Linked DNA regions of Drosophila melanogaster: region 1 is linked to region 2. Evidence: chromatin contacts called from public targeted proximity ligation data. All regions are on one chromosome and are shown on one strand. The core of a region is the stretch at or near the end of the contact, and the rest is flanking DNA. Distances in the headings are between cores, read along the strand shown.

Region 1 (6,890 bases), core at 4,233-6,732, 110 kb before region 2:
CCGCTCGCCCAGGATGACGTTGCAGCGACGCCGACTGCGACGCCGGCAGCGGGCTCAGCGCAGCAGCGACTGCAGAGCGGTAAACACGGATTTACTGATTGGAAAAACATTCTTTTGAATTATTATTATTTAGTTCTTAGGATGACATTTACGTTAACTAATTTTAATTGGGTTTCGCGCTATTTCATAGCAACTTTACTTTTGATCATAACATACACATTTGCCTTAGATTTGATGCTATATTTAAAGTTCTAGAGAGATTTTTAATTAACTTAAATTCCAGATAAAGCTCTTAAAAACCTAATATATCATAATTTGCAATTTTTGAAGTTGTTTTAACTAAGGATAAGGATGTATAATCAATGATTTGTAATCAATCGTTATCTATTTTACTTAAATCATTAGAATCTATGCATATACTTTATATTTGATTCATACTTATCATTCATTTTTCTTTTATTTTTGCAGGAACCGCCGAAACCTGCACAAACACATTCTACGACTTCTTCAAAGTGGAGATGACACGCGGCTATATGCTGGAGCACGACGAGGAGCGCTATTCGGCGCGTAGGCAGAAGATCTACAGCTTCATGCGCATACCGCGGGATCTGGAGCGATTCATGGTGTACGGGATCATGCAGTGCGCCGACTCATTTCTCTACATTCACACTTTTCTGCCCGTCCGATTTGTGATGGCCGTTTGGGCCCTAGTTTCCAGGACGGTGGCAAGAATCTTTCGACTACGCAGCAGCGGACAAAGGCTGCTATCGCCGGCGGAGATCTGTGATCTGCTGAAGGGCGTCATCTGGATGACGGTGACGCTGATAATGCTCCTGGTGGACACGAATCGGGTGTACCACATCATCAAGTCACAGTCGATCATCAAGCTGTACATATTCTACAACATGCTGGAGGTGGGCGACCGGCTGTTGTCCGCTTTTGGTCAGGACACGATCGATGCTCTCTTCTGGACGGCGACAGAACCAAAGAATTCCAAGCGAGAGCACTTTGGAGTGCTTACGCACGTTCTCTTCACGCTAATCTATGTCTTCTTGCACAGCGGACTGATCATGTTTCAGGTGAGTAATGGTAGCTTTATAAACCACATTTTCTCTGTGATTATATTGGTTTGGTTTCTAAACTATTCCTTCAGGCCACCTGTTTGAATGTGGCGGTGAACTCCAACAACAAGGGCCTGCTGACCATCATGATATCGAATAATTTCGTGGAGCTCAAGGGATCCGTGTTCAAGAAGTTCGACAAAAACAACCTGTTCCAATTGACCTGCAGCGATGTACGAGAGCGATTCCATCTGTCTGTGCTTCTGTTCATTGTGGTCATCCAGACCATGAAGGAGTTTGACTGGAGCATCACCCAGTTCTGTGTAATGCTGCCCGACTGCTTTGCCGTGCTGTTCACGGAAATTCTGATCGATTGGGTGAAGCATGCGTTTATCACGCGATTCAATGAGCTGCCGGAGAGCATCTACAGGGAGTACACGACCAGCTTGGCCTACGATATGACCCAGACGCGGCAAAAGCACGCATTCTCAGATCATTCGGATTTGGTGGCCAGACGCATGGGCTTCATTCCATTTCCGCTGGCTGTGGTCCTGATAAAGGCCATCTATACAGCGGTCTCTTTCGAGAATCTAGCCGCCTGGCTGCTCTTCCTGCTGGCCTACTTGTTTGCCATGGGCTTGCGCATTTGCCTGACCATCTGTGCGCTGGGCAAGGCCTGCAAGCTAATGAAGGAACATCAGACCGAGCGCAACAGTTCTACACCGAGTAGCATGACCAATGTGCCGGTCATAGGCGCAGCTGCTCCTGTCTCAGCGGCTGCGACGGGCGGACAGAATCACAATAATAATAATAACAACAATAACAACAGCATTAGCATTGGCTCGAAGCCAGCCCAAGTGACCACACTGTTGACCCCGCCCAGTGCTGGCCATCTCGATGTGAGTAAGAATTTCTCGCGCACCTCAATCGCATCCACATCCACGCCAAAGAAGGCGGTCAGTGAGCAGGAGCTGGACGTGACCAACTCCCTGGAACTGGGCGCCACAGCTCTCTTCTCCAACAGCGATGTGGATTTGGACGATGTTTGCCTCAACGAGCAGGTGACCAACACCAATACCAGTTCAGCCGTCCAGGAGGTTTACCAGGAGCAGGACCTGGTGCGCAGCCAACCGGATTTGATGCTGCTCAACAATTCCGGCGACGGAGTGACAAGTGCCAAGGCTAAGAAGGCCACCCAGCGATTGCCCAAGCGAACGCACAAGCGTTCCGAATCGGAGCCGGGCATGCCCAGCATGGTGGAGAAGGGCGGAGCTGCTGGTATTGCGGGAGGCAACCAAACGACACAGCTGTAGCCATAAATCGATGCTAATTTATTATTATATTTGATTTTATCCTATACGTAGTTGCATTGTTTGATCTTTTAGGCGGCGCTTAGTTGCTCTTTTTCGTATAAGTATAAGTGGAGAACTGGATTTGAAAAATGTACTTTAGATCGTAGCCAAAATTATGTTCGCCCTGGAATATCGAACTGTGCCTCAATATCCTTAAGATGGTGTGTGGTACCATGGTATTTCTATGAACTTTATAAATTCGTTTATTGCGATGTCACATTTTGGCTGTTTCCGAGCCCTTGCAAAATAAAAACACTCAATAGCTTTTGTCCAAACTATTTGTTACCACTAGGTGGGGTGATCCATTTTATAAACTTATTTAGTTCACTATGGAATAATAGTAGAAAGTTAACTTTGCTATTGTACATAACATTCTATAAGAAATACAATATTAAACAGTTTCGATTATTTATTTATGACAAATAACTTATATTTTTTAATGGATTCAACTTTGGTATGTCAATGATATGTCCACGGATGACCATGTAACCAGGAGGACTTTTCGTGGTCAGACTGCTGGGAAATCTTGTAAATTGTGGATACAGGTGGCTTAAATACAGGCAAAGGACAAAAACTTGGCGATGTTATGTAAAAATATTACTCATACGACACGTTACCATCAGATTGTGTAATAAATACTTTTCAACTTGGCAAAAATCGAATCTAACTGAACGGAATTTAAAACATAAAATCTATGTGACGTACACAACAATTTCATTTATTTTACAAATACGCATCATTTAACCAATAACCTTTAACATTTTCAAGTTAGCAAGATTTGACTCCCAGCTGAATGAAAGCCAAGCTAAACTAAGTTTACCACAAATTCCTAGGGGCGAAAATTGCTTTCAGCTTAGCGCGAAATTGTTTTCTGGACGAGCTCCACCCAAAAATCTTTGGGATCAGAAGTTTGGAGCATCCCCACAATCCTCCCCCTGAGTTGGATTCATGAATGAAATGGTTTCCCACTTTGTTTGTGTTTGCACGCGTAGAAAAATCAACAAGCTGCAAATGGAGTGCTCACTCAGGCCCAAATCCGCGCCCAACATCCAGCTCTAACCTCCTGTCCCCCAACCATGACCACCTTCTGGGAACTTACACGCGCCATGGATATATATACATGTATATCTACGCCGCGGGGCGTATCAGTTTTATGAATGAAATTTTACGCTGACCTTGGAACAGCGCATTGTGGTTGCGTCAGTGGCCGGAAAAAATGGGGAAGTTTTCGCAGTGAAATTGGAGAGAGAACATTTTCCCCTTTGGAAAATTCGCACATTATGGTGCGCAAACTCACCGAAATGTGTCAACTTTTCTCCTCGCTGGCCGTTTTCATTCATGAAAAGTTCGGCCAACTTCATGAATGGTCTTTCCCTTTTTCGATTTCAAGGACACGACGCTCCTGCGGAATGGCGTCCTTATCGATTTTCCCTCTCGCATTTATGTACATTTTCACATTCGCTTATTGCGTGGGCGGAAAATATGTTTTTTCTTCTTGTTAAGCGTGATTTTTGAGCAGATTTATTGCTGTTTTGTTTGACTTCTGTTTAAAGTCGAGTATTTATGTGATTTTTTATTTAAATTGTAGCATTTAAGATTGAATTGGGTTTCCGTATGGAAAATTCAAGCTTTATAAGAGGGGAAGTACTTAAAAATGTTACTTAATAAGAGTGTGAAATTGATTTGTTTATACAAAAGCATGGCAGCAATAATCATATTATTAAAATAACCCCGAAAAGTAGGCCATAGTATTAGCTTCACCTGGCCAAACTTTTTGATCCACCGAAGTTTGTGAGTTTATAAAACTAATTCTAAACATTCAGACTTTCTAATCATATTGCATAGTTTATGAGAGGCATAAGGACATCCTTGGTCTGGTCTAGAAATAGCCTTGAATGTGTCCACATGTCATGTGGACCAGTTTTTTTTTATGAATGAAAAAAGCACCACACCCAGGAGCACCGGGGCAATGCTTCACCTTGCTCTTGACTGCCGCTTTGCCCCAAACATCATAGTACATATATCGATTGTTCGCTTTAACTTTGGACCTGCGCACTAGCAGATACAGATACTCGTACCAAGATACATAGATACTATAGATACGCGTACTTATGTAGATGTTTTGGCCCCAGCTGCTTATCACTGGCACATTGACGACAATGAGCTTTATATGATGCAGAGACCGAACTGTTGCTTCCCACTGACGTCATGGGAATGCTGATGATTAGGGTTTCTTGCACCGAATGTAACCAAAATCCAAAGGCTGCATAATCACCGAGAAAAGCGATGCGAAGTTTTGTTTATCATGTAATTTGTAGTTGTATAAATGAAGTTAATGATAAAATATCAGATATCTGTGACTCCACTGTGGGTAAAGTCCTGAAACCAGTCGAACTGCTCCAGCCAGCGTTGCATCACGCCGCCAAAGACGTACAGACGCACTGGAACGTAGTCGACCTCTTCGTTCACATCGTCGGAGGAATTGGATGACTCGCGTTCGTTATCCGAATCGTCATTCGACAGAAGGACATCCAACGCAATGAGGCAGTGCAGCAGATAGATAACACTGGACACCAATGAGGCTGTCGCCTGGTCCCGCAGGCTACCGAAGAACGGATGGAGCGGCTTCTCCGGATATAGTAAATCATCCGGGTTCCTTCCATCATACCATATATAGAAATCCGTCTCGGCATCGCCCAGTGCCATCAACGATATTACCGTATATAGAACAAATCCGATCAGAGGACGCACAACTTCCTCAACGATCGATGTGCGATGACCGGTGCAGAGATTTATGCTGGCAAAGAGCGTTACCACTGTGAATATGTAAAAGAAGGACATATAAAAGCTTTGGATTAGAACATCTTCCCATTTCATCGTTGTCAGATTGACGAAAACAAATGCTTTCAGTTGGTAGTACAAAACGAATAAGTTGGCCGTCGTCTCCACCATGTAGAAGAGAAAGAGCACCGGGCGCATTTGATACAAGTAGACCCTCATTTCTGCAGTCGCTTCGAACGCTTGACAAAACTAACTACAATAAGTCTGTGCGACAGGTGTACTATGTTTGAAGTGAAACGCTTTAATTCCAGCTCAAAAATTAAAAAAAAAAAAAAATAACAGAATATGTAGAGCCAGGAACTAAGCTCAAGTCAATTTGGTCAAAAAGATTTGGCTAAAACTACATAAGCGGCCCAAACGAATGGTCAAAACGAACTGACTAAGATGAAAGACCAAAACGAAATAACCAAAGCAAGACAAAAACGAAATGATATAACGAAATTAATGGCCAAAACCGAATGACCAATACGAAATGGACAAAATGCCATAACCTAAAGCAAATGGTCAAAAATGGTCAAATGATCAAACGGAAGGAGCAAAGCGAGGTAGTTTCGAAAGAGCTTCATTCTACTAATTTACAATTTAATTCAGATTCTTGAAAATATGTTCATTTATAAGAGTCAAAACAGTTAAAACAAATAAGAAATGTATAGGCCATAGGTCTGCTACAATTTGTTAATGGTTTACATTCTGCCCAAAGGGTTTCCACAAAATGCACTTTGTACCCGGAATGTACATATGTATGTACATACATATATGTAGTTCCCATTAGCGAACTCGAAAGACACGCTTTTGTTGTAGCCTCGGTTTCTTTCTCGGATGGAAAGTGCTGCTTTGGGCTCGGCTCATCTCGTCTGATCATAAAAAACCACTTCACTGCGGCGGTTGGTGCTTCTGTTGCTTCGTTTGCTTCTGTTGGCCGGACGGACTGCGTCTGGAAACAGTAGCAACATTTGCCTGCCAGTTTGATGCTGTTGACTGCTGTTGACGGCGATTACGTTGATGACGCGCAGACCGCAACGAATTTACGCGCAATTCTCCACCGTGCTCCAAACTTCAAGCTCCAAGCTTCAGATTCGGCTCCAGCTCCAGCTTCATCTGAAGTGGCTACGGGGTGGGGGTAAGCATTTAAATAAATGTTTGTACACACGAGCCGCTCATGAAACGCCAAAAAGTTAGTACACTTGTACAGGAACAATTGAATTTTGGATGTAATATTTAATTATGTACTTTGGTCAAATAGATTGGTGTAATCATAGGACCTAAGCTAACTTTTGATTTTTAACTTATGCAAGTTCAAATACTGGTTGCACTTTTATACATACTTTCCTTTCATATTAATCAATGGCTATAAATGCAATGCTACATTCGTTTTTTTATATATATATTTGAGTTCAATGACCTTTAGGAAATTGAGATAAGTTGGCAGTACCCTGCGAATGCTCCGACGATGCGAATCGATAAAAAGTAATAAGTAATAAGTAATCGATATCCTTAGCGCCGTGTATTCCCAAGTTTCCGCGCAATTGTGTTATTTATTTATTTTTTAGTTTAAATCGCGTGATTTTGTGTCGAATATTTTTCCGAGGGTGTAGCTTAATCCGTGTGTTGGGCAAAAAACTACAAGAACGGCCAG
Region 2 (6,641 bases), core at 1,164-3,663:
TTGTAAGTTATGATTAGCTCACGCGCTCAAAGATTTAAGACCGGAAATGGCGCGGTGCTGGCAAGGTGGAGCCAATAATTCAAATTCGAATCTCCAATAGTTTTTGAGTGATTGGAAATTCGATTTCGGGCTTTTGTTTTGTTTTTTCTCGCATTTTTGATTTTTGCTTTCCGCCTGTCTCGAGGCTTATTGCATTTTCATTTATTTTGCTATTTGCCTGCTCTTGTGGCAAATGCAAACACACCCGCATAATTTCGCCTGCCAGCAGCAACCCACTCGGTTTGGATTGCGAAGATGCCAAATTGCCACGCACAGTTGATGCATAAATTATCATCGACATCGCCAACGAATGGAGCCATCGAATTGGTCTGGTTTTAAGCGGGTTTTTGGTTCTAGGCAATGATGAATCAATGTTTTGCAGGCCTAACTTATTTGAGCCCATATGATACAATAAATACATTCAACTCAATTTCTTAATCTTAATCTACTAATCCCAAAATTTAATTGATTTCCCAAGTCACCTAGCAAAAGTTAATATATTGCTCTTCCTTATTTTCATTGACAGCTTCAATAGCCCATCTGTTTATCTATTGCAACTGAATAAGTCTAGCAGTTAACTTATTTTTTGGTTGTTTAATCCGCTGGTCGAAAGCGTTTCTCATTGGCATATTTCGCATATAATTGGCTATAAAAATTCATGTTAATGTGCAATTAATCATATTAGCAATTAACTTTATGCTGTTTGGCTGCTCTGCACGAGATCTCGACGAGCTGCGATCTGCGAGATGGCTGCAGATCGTGTCGCCCAACTCGAAGATCGTGTCTCCAAAAGCCTGTTACCGTTCCCGATTTTTCATTTCCCATTCGCAGATTCCCAGAGCCAAATGGCCAAAGGCTCGACCAACCAGACTTTGAGCCAATTTCCCAATATTTATTTCTATGCTCGAAACGCTAACAACTTGCGTTTCGTTCTGGCCAAATTGAAAAGCCATACGGAAGCTGAAGCTGCGATCGGCAGCCTCGAGGAGAAGCACTTTTGGGTAGCCAAGAGGAGCCCGGTTTGGAGCCAGGTTGGAGCCAGGAGGCTTGCCCAGGAGTGCATAAAATTTAAGTATTATGACCATACACACTGATCGGTGGCCGTCTTTAACCCGTGCTTTCCCCGGTCTCTCTGCGGCTTTACGAGGTTGTTAACTGTTGAAACTATGCTAACCACTCATGGGGATCCTCCCTCCCAATTCCGCCGTGGAGCATCAATTAATCAGTCAGGCGTAACGCCATTTGGCACTGAACGGGTCCCGTCGGCCACAATTGATGGTCAATAATCGTTAATTGTTTTCGATTTTCGGCCAAAATCCCCCCTGCGTCATTGTCCATTGTTTGGCTAACCCTTTTCGTTATTTTTGGTGTCTCCATAGAGACAAACGCTAAACGATGCCATTGTCTTTGGCGCACAGCGTGTGTGCTTTGATGGCCTTTTCACCACGAGTGTCATTCATTAGAGGGGCTTTCTTCCATCGCCACTTGGCTACTGGTTCTTATGTGTCTGTTGGCCATTTGACATTGGCTATAAGTAGCTCATAATTAATAACTGCTAACTTACTTAGCGAGCTATTGTGTTGGCTAATGAATCTCATTCCGCATTTTCCGCCTCAAACGAAGCGCAAAGAAATGCGCAAAGAATTTGTCAGTAGAATCTTAGGCCCTCATAGGCCATAAATCTTTTTAAAAAATAATAATAATTAAATTCAAGTGACTGATCTATTCTGACTAAGATAAGTTAGCTATTCTTTTTAATAAAGCATGATCCATCAAACCAATTATAACTACATAAATAATTGATCTGAATATAAGGAATCTTTTTGACAACTACCCATCTTCTTTGCACCCTCATAATGAAATTCATGAATTTCCTCGCTGCGCTCGAAACTATGCAACATATTGTGCGTTAGAATATCTTTGAGATATTCCATTCGACTCAATTGAACGAATTTTAGAACGAGTGCGGTCTGTGCACTCAATTACATTTCACTTTCCAAGGGAAGGCCGCCACTCAGCTACACACTTGTGTGTGTGTGTGTGTGGGTCCCCCATATATAGGGTATAGGGGCCCCTATACCATATAGTACCATACATACATATACCGCATACCCAACCCCTCGCTTTTTCGACCCTTCCTCTCTTTGGCTGCGGATTATACAATGTGTGGCTGGCGTTCCGTTCAATTTTGTGTGTTTTCTGTATTTGTTTACGCGCCTGCCGCAAAAATACATTGCAGAGATGTGTTCTCCAGCATGTTGAAGTTGATGGGGGAAATGTGAATTCGTTTCATTTGTTCCCTCATTTAATTGAAGAGATTTATTTCGCAGAGCTGGCTCGGTTCTGTTCGGTTCGCTTGCTTTTTTTTGACTCAGTTGCGATCGGACTGCGTGCCGTTACAGTAGGCGAAATCGGAGGAAAATCGTTGGAAAATCGGTTGGAAAATCGTTGGAAAATCGGTGAAAAATCGTCGAAAATTAGAGCGAACGATCGATCGATTGAACGCGTAATAACGCCATATAATATAATTATACTAATAATTATTAGTAATGCCTCTTGGTGAAAACGCACACATTTTGTGGATGGAAAGAAACAAAACAGAGTCAAGTGTGCAACGGTTTCTGGTTCTGTTTAAGTGCCTAAGTGCCATATAAATGCGTACTAAAACATTTCTGGAATTTTAAGTGGAAACATTCTCGAATTCTGTGAACTTTCCCAATTGTGTTTTTAGTGAAAGACTTACAATTTAGACGAAGGCAAGGAGAAATTCCAACGCAGAGACACTTTGGTGGATATTTGGCAAGAAGCTTTTTGGCATTTTTTTTTTTTTGTTCGTGGAGCAACGCACTTTGTGAGGTAAGTCTTTAAAAATACACACCGTGCATCGTTTAATTTAGTTTATTTTGTTTTTGGTTTTTTTTGCGTAGTTGCGCAAATCATTTGTTTGATCCACTTTTTGATTGACCGCGCACAGCAATTTGACTTTTTAACCCAAAGGCCAAAAAGTGTAAAATGTGCAGTGGTTCGGTTCCAAAGCAATTTGTGTCGTTTATCCCGCTGTGTGTGTGTGTAGTCAATCGTTCAATTATCTATTCTCTGGCTACCCCATAATAATACAGTGAATATGGACAGTTGTGGGCTCCCCATAGTATCTGTTTTTTTTATTTTTTATTTATTCCATTCGGTTCTGCTATGGTACATGCTCAAATTGAAAGCACTTTTCCACAGGGTTCCCATTCTAATTTATATTTATTTATTTGCTTTTACAAGCCAACCGATGCCCCAGAGCTCGGGAAAATATTTCAAACTCATAATTCTGTTATATTCCAACGCTCCCTTAGAATGGGATTTTGTTTATTAACCAACAGCATATAGCATATATCGTATCATCTAGAGTCTAGATTCTAGAATGTAGACGGTATAGGAACATGCAATATTTTCTAGCCGCGTAAACAAACATTTCAACTTGTCTGCTCTTTGTCCGACTTGCTCTATATCTGAGTGAGTATATAGCTAAAGATATAGCTATCTGTGTGTATATATATGTATATATATATATTTATCGGGTATCTGTTTTGTCGGTCGGTTAGCTTTACGATGCCATCTTCTAGGTGATTCGGCTTCTGTTTTGTTGCCTTTGGCAATCACTCAATTTGCTGGCCGACAACCGAAGACGCTTCTTACTTTTCGCCTCCCTTCTCTGCAATTTATTTATGAATGATAATTAAGGTTAGGTTTGTTTAGCTAATTGTGCGGCCAGTTCCCGGTATTGTTCCCATATCATCTCAGGTGGGATCCACGCAGACTTTCGGTATGATCCTTTGATCTTTATGATGTTAAAGTACAAATGTCACGAGAATATATGCTTGCTATATAATATTAAATGTTTTCATGAGAGTTTATCATAAAATCAGTGTTTACCAAATAAAGATTTCGATTTAGAAATAGATTTATGTCAACAATAAAGTAATAATGTTATTTTTTGGTATTATAATATATTATAGCTTAAGCTTATCAATGCTACAGCACTTTTATAATGGATTTTGTTGTCTAAATGTTTGTGAGTACTAATAAAATTTTAAAGCTCTAAATGGCAAATTTACAAATATATAAGTAAAGCTTGCAACAATTTAAGAATAGCACATATTTATTTCAACTAAATCTGTTGAACGTTCTTTATATAAATCGCTGCGTGCTTTATATTTCTGAAATGTAAATCGAATCAATAGTTCACTACTCATATACTTTGTGATAATTTAACGTAGCTTCGCGTTTTTGATAAAGTCGACTTGCCACAATCGACCTTTCGCTCCATCTGCTTCTTTTCGTTTACCCCATGGGATGCAACCTTCTCGCCGTCACGTACTGAATGGTATATACTAGATGAACGGGTGGGGATGGATGGATGGATGGATGGCTGGATGGGATTGGCATTGGGTGGCTGATGGCTGGTGGAACCTGCCGACGAACCGTGCGAAATAACAGACTCGTGCCGGTCTCGACTTGGTATCGGATACACTGAGCGGCAGCGGGGCAACCGCCAAGTGCGTCAATTGCGGGTCAACCCGTGCGATTGAAATGGATGCGCCAAGTGACCGGCGATTTCAATTCGATGGGAAATGTACATATACCGTGCAATGTTTGTATACTTTGCAAATACTTTCCGGAACGTGTTTGTTTATAAATCGGGCGATTTTGGACGGCACAGGAAATACATACATATACTAAAATTGCGCGCTCATTATCGATGGAGGTGAAGGTCGGAGGGTGGAGATAGAATACCAAACATATATACAATTTTTGGCAGTTTCCGATTTGGCGGATGCCTTCCTGGAAGTCAACATTTCGGATAACCCCATCATTTAGACGCTGGAGTCGCTACTTCCCCTCGAGAATCGACGACAATGTCTGTGCAACACATGTGGCACGATCTTAGGTAGACATACGTATATGTACATTCGTGTATGTTCGATGCTGATGATGTGCCCACATGTTGCAGTCAACAATAGAGCAACAAATGCAAGCCGAAACAATATTTGCCCTTGTCTCTGCTCTGACTCTGACTGTGGGCGTGGCGACGGGGGCGGGAGAACAGAGACAACTGAACACAGTAGTCTTCTCCGCCGGCCGTTATTTTTGTTGCTTTTAATTTCTTTAATTTTTTTTTGTCCGCCAGATGTGGGCTGAATGTTGAATGCGGACTGGAAAGATCAGACCCAGAACGCGGAGAGAAACTGTGTCTGTTTTAATTAAAGATGAGAGTAATACCCAGTGCAAACTGAGAGATACCGCCGATACTGAGATACAAAGCCAGACGGGGCTGGCATGTGTGGAAAATTAAGGCTGCCGTTGAAAGCGAAAAGATGCGGGACGCTAAAGGCAACGACCATCCAAACAGAACAGAACCGCAATGTGAATGAAAAAGCGAGCTTGTCAATTTATTGACTATAGCATACCTGGCAATTTGGCAACTCGACTTTACTCGAAAAAAAAAAAATGTCCTTTATAATGATATACCAATATATACCAATCATGCCATTAGGTAACAAATGTATATCATCTATATATTATACTTAGTACTTGAATAATTTCACAAAAAAAGATTTGTTTAAAAAGGATCTTAATATCGATGCACGAAGCTTTCAACGCTTTACTCTTATGATCATATCATCACTTCGATTGCTTATTTGATCAAACCCGTGCATAACCCATTTCACCCTTACATTACAGGGTATTAGGCATTGGAAATATAACGGCAAAAGTGGAAGCGACTCGAGGGCCCACTAAATTGAGTCGCCTTTTCCGACGCCGGCGCATTGAGTAGGACATTGTGTGTGGGAGAGAGATGGTGAAAGAGAGAAGGGCGATCGGATCCGGGGAGTTAAAGAGAGATAGCGAGAGAGAGAGAGTGTGGGAGATTTAAGAGAGGTAGAGAATCGGAATAGTCGCGATCACCACTAGAATTGGAATCGGAATTGGCATTGGGCATATTCAGTACATCGGACTACGCGGACCAATTTGGAACAGTTTTTCGCTTGGCTCCGTAAAAATTCACAAAATTTCGAATTTGAAAAGCGCAAAAGTCGGCAGACACATCTGCGCAATCCCTTCTAGAAAATCGGAAAAACGTGAGTGAGTTGTGCGAAAAATAGAATCACATTTTAGGGCGCAGTGTATGTGTATATATAGAATCCCATCGTTAAGTAAACTGACAACAAGTTGAAAAGAATTTTCCAACGCCAAAAAGGTAAACGAAAAGACAGGTCGTTATTTTATGACGGTATTAAAAAGAGTGCCAGCCGAAACATTTTTGTGTGGCCATAAAGCTATTTTGAAAATCGATAAAATATGCAACGCGTAAAAGATGAAAACCATCAGTATTTGTTGTTATATGTACATTCTGAGCTCATTCCACTGGACCATTTTTAATTTATGGCACGCGCTGGACAAAAATCAGAAACGGGTATACGAGAAATGCTGAACAAGTTACCGGAAATGTGCGCGACATTTTAATTAAGTTCGCCAAATGGAAATGGCCTTTAATCGAGTCAAGACCAAAACGAATCTCTGCGAAAGAATCGAAAGTTTACTTACTATACAAG

The links.
Region 1: a targeted proximity ligation map of the Kc167 cell line shows a contact between it and region 2, with 5 times the contacts expected there. A contact is called at or near these places in 13 of 107 Hi-C or Micro-C datasets (the Clone 8 cell line, the Kc167 cell line, the S2 cell line and 7 more) and 2 of 7 datasets of targeted methods (both in the Kc167 cell line).

The regions. Positions count from the first base shown.
Region 1 is chr3R:18,157,293-18,164,182 of dm6, reverse strand. It overlaps CG14315, which reads right to left and starts at 5,482. Exons shown (of 1, transcript NM_142420.2): 1 at 4,712-5,482. The coding sequence starts at 5,413. The coding sequence ends at 4,760. It overlaps lncRNA:CR45103 (long non-coding RNA:CR45103), which reads right to left and starts at 6,490. Exons shown (of 1, transcript NR_125202.1): 1 at 5,886-6,490. CG7218 reads left to right here. Exons shown (of 3, transcript NM_001300456.1): 1 at 1-79; 2 at 469-1,079; 3 at 1,154-2,791. The coding sequence ends at 2,374. It also overlaps asRNA:CR45104.
Region 2 is chr3R:18,048,756-18,055,396 of dm6, reverse strand. It overlaps htl (heartless), which reads left to right and starts at 2,413. Exons shown (of 2, transcript NM_079670.3): 1 at 2,413-2,895.